Linked DNA regions of Macaca mulatta: region 2 is linked to region 1. The links are chromatin contacts, called in public Hi-C maps. All regions are on one chromosome and are shown on one strand. The core of a region is the stretch at or near the end of the contact, and the rest is flanking DNA. Distances in the headings are between cores, read along the strand shown. Region 1 holds the start of DCBLD2 (discoidin, CUB and LCCL domain containing 2). Region 2 holds the start of CPOX (coproporphyrinogen oxidase).

Region 1 (2,587 bases), core at 45-2,544:
ACTTAGATTTTCATTTGAGGATATCAGTCCCTTTCATGTTTTTGAATATCACATCTATGTATGACTATGTATACATATGTATATATATACATGTATGACTACGTATGATTCCCAGAGCCATAATTTCAAAGCAATCTGAGCTTTCGACTAAAATATCCATCTGCCTGTTACGTAGCTTCACTTACTAAGTTGGCATCTCAAATTCAATACGTCCAAAATTAACTTAGTTTCCCACACAACTTGTTCTACCTTAGCAGTTTTTTGTATTTGTTAATGACACCACTGTCCTTTTAGGGGCTGCTGTTAAAAACATCCTAGATGGCCACTCTCTTCTCTCTAAAATAAATAACTGCGTAGACCTCTGCATTCCTCTTTTTGTCGTTCCACAGGCTTACAGTCTTCATCAAACTGCTTGTGACTCTAATTAGCACTTACTTCATTCTGACTTGCATGCTATATTTCCATCTCTGTTCTACATCTCAAGATTTCTGTAGCAACGTGTGCAAATAGATACCAGGTGCTCAACAACTCCTTGTAGAATGTTTGAATGAAGGTTAGGATGTTAGGTTTAAATTGCCTTTGAGGCACGGATCCTGTTTTACACTTTTTTGTTCCTCACCCCCCGCCATAAAAAGGGCAGAGAAAACAGGGAACACATATTAAAAACTGAATACTGCATCTATTATTGTAACTCGGAGCTGTTGCAACAACTGGCGGCAATTTTAACAAAACAAACCACGCTCTGCCATTAAGAAAAAATAAATAAAATAAAATAAAGTCCCCTTAGACTCAGTTCCCAGCTAAAACAATCCAGGATCCAGGTTTCCCACACCCTTCCAGTGGTCTGATGTGCGGCGGAGGAGCGAAGAGCAAGGAGCAAGCTGGGCCTGAGGAGCAGAGAGCGCGGGATGGGGGACGTCCCGGAAGTCACTGACTAGCTAGCTGCCGCCTCTGCGGGATCAGTTTGGGCTGCGATCCCAACAATAACTGGCGCCCGGGCCGGGCGGGGGCCGCGGGGATCCGAAGCTTGAGGGCGGGACCCGGATTGGAGGAGGCGGGTGGGACGCCTCCAAAGGCCGAAGGGGATTGGAAGAGGGAGATAAGGGGCGGTGGAGCTCGAGGGGTGGGCCGGAGAACTAGCGGGTCGACCGAGGAGCGAGCATGCTGATTGGGTTTCGCGGAAGGCGACGGACCAGAGCTGGCCGAGGATTGGCCGTGGGGCCGAGGGGGCGTGGCCGGCGCGAGTGAGAGGGAGCGCGAGGGAGCGGGTGGCGGGCCTGCCTGCCAGCTAGCCAGAGCCGCGGGCGAGCGCGGCGAGCGGGGATCCTGGTGAGGAGCGCTGCGCGGGAGGCGCGTCCCCCAGCTCCGCCGCGGCCGCCCTCCGCCGCTCGAGCACTCCGCTTCCTTCCCTCCCCTCCCCTGCGCTCCGGCCTGGGGTCTCGGCGCGGGGAGCGGAGGGAAGGGACGAAGGAGGAGGAGGTGAAAGCGGGGTGAGGGGCGGAAGGGTCCCGGCGCGGGGTGAGGCGAGGGCTGCCTCTCGTTCTCCCGCCGCTGCCGCCGTCTCCTGGTCGGGTGCCGCGGCCCGAGGCGCGCGGGGCTCCCGGGGCGCCCGCACTATGCAGGCGGACTGCCGGCTGCCGCGATGGCGAGCCGGGCGGTGGTGAGAGCCAGGCGCTGCCCGCAGTGTCCCCAAGTCCGGGCCGCGGCCGCCGCCCCCGCCTGGGCCGCGCTCCCCCTCTCCCGCTCCCTCCCTCCCTGCTCCAACTCCTCCTCCTCCTCCTCCTCCATGCCTCTGTTCCTCCTGCTCTTACTTGTCCTGCTCCTGCTGCTCGACGACGCTGGAGCCCAGCAAGGTGAGTGGTCCCAGGGGAGTGAGCGGCGGGGCAGCCTCCGTCGGGGCGCCGGGTCTCTTGGCCCCTGAACGAATCTGCAGACGTTGCAGGGAGGCGCGGTGCGCTTTAGTGCGTGGCCAGACCTGGCTGGGTACTCACAGGGTTGAGTTGCAAAGGCAGGCTCTTGTCCCTCTGTCCCCCAAGTTGGCGCGGCTTTACTTTTTGGCAAGGCCATTTATTTCTCTGAAAGGGGGACGTGAGACCCTGCTATGAAAGCCTCGTTGATATTAGATCCTTCTGTGGAAAATTTTGGGGAGGAAAAAGAACCTTTGAAGATAATGACCCCTAAAGTTAAGCTGCACGGATGGATGGACACTGTAGGAAGGCAGGTTAATTAAACAGCATCTTAAACCTATTAAAGGTAAGTGGTGGTAATTATCTTTGTGAAAGAGCTCGGGTTCTGAAGCAAATGGAATAGTTTCTGCTTATCTCTGAGTCTTGGATTCAGAACATGTTCTTTACAATCCGTTATTGAGGCTGGTGGTCTAGACTGCCTTGGTCAAACACTGGGTCTGACCCAACGCTATGCTAATTTGCCCAAGTGAAGCTTTCCGCATTAAAAAGGTAAGCCTTCCCAGAAAGTGACAAAACTTTTTTTTTCCCACCTACAATCCTTGAAAAACCTGTTCCAGAAACAAGCGAAACTGTTTATTAAATAATTATCATAATGGAAAGAGAATGCGGGATGATTTCGT
Region 2 (2,587 bases), core at 47-2,546, 290 kb after region 1:
TCCTGGAGACTTAAGGGACAAATTAGCCCATGACAATAGTTCTCACACTTTTATGTCCAGGAACCATGGAGCTCTGGTATGGTTACAGGGGAGACAAAGACTTGCCTGTCAAATCTGTTAGCTTCTTTCCTCATGTCTTTAAAGGGTAGGGGAAGGGAGACAGAGTGGGAGGAAGTGTGGATATTTGCCCTGCCTAGTTTATAGCAGTTGTTTTAAGTATTAAATGTGAGCAATATTTGGGAGCACCCCACAGTAGTAGTAGAACTATTTTAAAAATTATTTGTTAATCACCAAAACACAGGAATTTTCTACTGGTTAACCAAAACAGTCACGTTGCTTTTCCTTTTTCTAAAATAATCAAGTAGGTACTATAGAAGCAAGGCCTGGGGAAATCTTTTTTTTTTTTTTTTGAGACAGAGTCTCGCTCTGTCACCCAGGCTAGAGTGCAGTGGCGCGATCTCCGCTTACTGCAACCTCTGCCTCCCGGGTTCAAGCAATTCTCCTGCCTCAGCCTCCCGAGTAGCTGAGACTACAGGCGCACGCCCTCACACCCAGCTTTTATTATTTTTATTTTTTAATTTTTTTTAATTTTTAGTACAGACAGGGTTTCACCATGTTGGCCAGGCTGGTCTCGAACTCCTGACCTCATCTGATCCACCCGCCTGGGCCTTCCAAAGTGCTAGGATTACTGGCGTGAGCCACCGTGCCGGCTCCGGCCTGGGGAAATCTTAAGGACAGAACTGTGATGTGGACTCGATCACAGAAAGTCTTCTAGATTCTCTTCCGAGTCCATTACTAGCTTCTCCCACTCTCCTTAGAAAATCATCCTTAAGCAAGGAGTTTCCCAGCCTGCCCATCCCCTCTGAAAACTCTAGAGGACCAGGACCCAGAGCGACGGGCAGGTCTGTAGTCTATACATCCTGAGCCAGGCTCTGTATTCTGCAAACCCTGTTTGAAAATGTAAGCGGGACTGGGATCTCTGCCACATTTCCGCCCCAGTCCGCCCTCAGCCTCCCAGCCCGACTCTCTCTTCTCTCCTTGGCTGAGTAAACAGCCGACCCGAAGTTGTACGTGACAAGAGAGCCTCTGTTATCTCTCCCGTAGCTTCTACAGCACCGTCCCTGCCCCGCTCTCTTCCCTTCGGACCAGCCCTTCTGGGCGCGTCGGATTCTTATCTCCCGCCCCGCGCGGGGACGCTGCAGGCGGCGATAGGATCCGGACTACAGCTCCCAGCACGCCCCACTTCCCGCCCCCGCCGCCGGAGCCCGACGCTGCAGTGGCTCTTCGCGAAAGGTTCTTTCGTCCTGTGCGGCTCGCGGGCTCAGGACTCCCGGGGTCGGGGTGGGTCGGCTCAAAGGCCGGGCTCTGGGACGCAGGCACTGCCCCAGGTGATAGTGCGGGAGCATGGCCTTGCAGCTGGGCAGGCTGAGCGTCGGCCCCTGCTGGCGCGTGGCGCGGGGCGGCTGCAGAGGGCTCCGCGCCTGGTCCCAGTGCGGCGGCGGAGGGCTCCGAGCCTCGTCCCAGCACAGCGCAGCCAGACGCATCTGCCGGCCCCCTGGCCCGGCTGGCACGGAGCAGAGCCGCGGGCTGGGGCACGGCCCGACGGCGAGAGGCGGCCCCTGGCTGGGGACAGGGCTGGCCGCGGCGCTGGCGGGGTTGGTGGGGCTGGCCGCCGCTGCCCTCGGGCATGTGCAGCGGGCGGAGATGGTGCCTAAGAGCTCGGGGACGCGGGCCCCTTCGCTGGGGAGGCCGGAGGAGGAGGATGAGCTGGCCCGCCGCTGCAGCAGCTTCATGGCCCCGCCTGTGACCGACCTGGGCGAGCTGCGAAGGAGGCCGGGCGACATGAAGACCAAGATGGAGCTGTTGATCCTGGAGACCCAGGCCCAGGTGTGTCAGGCTCTGGCACAGGTAGACGGGGGCGCCAGCTTTTCTGTGGACCGGTGGGAGAGGAAGGAAGGTAAGGAGGCCGGCCCTTGGCGGGAGGTGGAGATGGGGGAAAAAGGGTCAGGTTCCAGATTGCAGACAGAAAATGTAATAGTTCACAATATGAGATGGGGTAGGTAGGGGGTACCCACGGAGAGGCCGCTTGGTTAGAGGCCGCTGATAAAAAGATGGACACGAAAGGGTCACCAGCCCTCTGCTTGCAGGTGTGGACCCAGATCAGCTGTCACTGTGGTACTGCATTTCAAAATCTTTGCAATTCCATAGCAGCTTTTTGTTTGTTTGTTTTAGAACTTTTAAGGGGTATTTGTAACTAACAAGCTTAGATGTCCAAAGTTCGTTATTGAACATAAATTTCAATAGATTATGGAACACATTTTGTCTCCTTCTCTGGGTGAATTTGCGCTTTTTCCTCTTTAGGAGATGGAAAGAACTCATCTCCTGCGCGCTAAGTGTCGGCGAAACTCCTCCAGCCAGGATGCCATTGTGTCAGAGTCTTCCCACTTCTTTTTACTGTTGCCCAAGATATATTTGATTGGTTTCTCAGTAGCACTACCAAATGCACGCGTCAGATTTCCTGCTAGGAAAGTCTTCCCTTCTAATGTCAATGAGCATCAGAACCCAGTTCTCATAGAGGCATACATTC

What was found. Hi-C and Micro-C count contacts between places; a contact is called where the count stands out from the background.
Region 2: a contact with region 1 is called in a Hi-C map of fetal cortex germinal zone, with 2.6 times the contacts expected there. The contact joins the promoter of CPOX here to the promoter of DCBLD2 in region 1. A contact is called at or near these places in 2 of 14 Hi-C or Micro-C datasets (fetal cortex germinal zone and liver).

What each region holds. Positions count from the first base shown.
Region 1 is chr2:184,687,017-184,689,603 of T2T-MMU8v2.0, forward strand. DCBLD2 (discoidin, CUB and LCCL domain containing 2) reads left to right here and starts at 1,295. Exons shown (of 16, transcript XM_015129372.3): 1 at 1,295-1,853. The coding sequence starts at 1,643.
Region 2 is chr2:184,975,405-184,977,991 of T2T-MMU8v2.0, forward strand. It overlaps CPOX (coproporphyrinogen oxidase), which reads left to right and starts at 1,297. Exons shown (of 7, transcript XM_001088605.5): 1 at 1,297-1,957. The coding sequence starts at 1,405.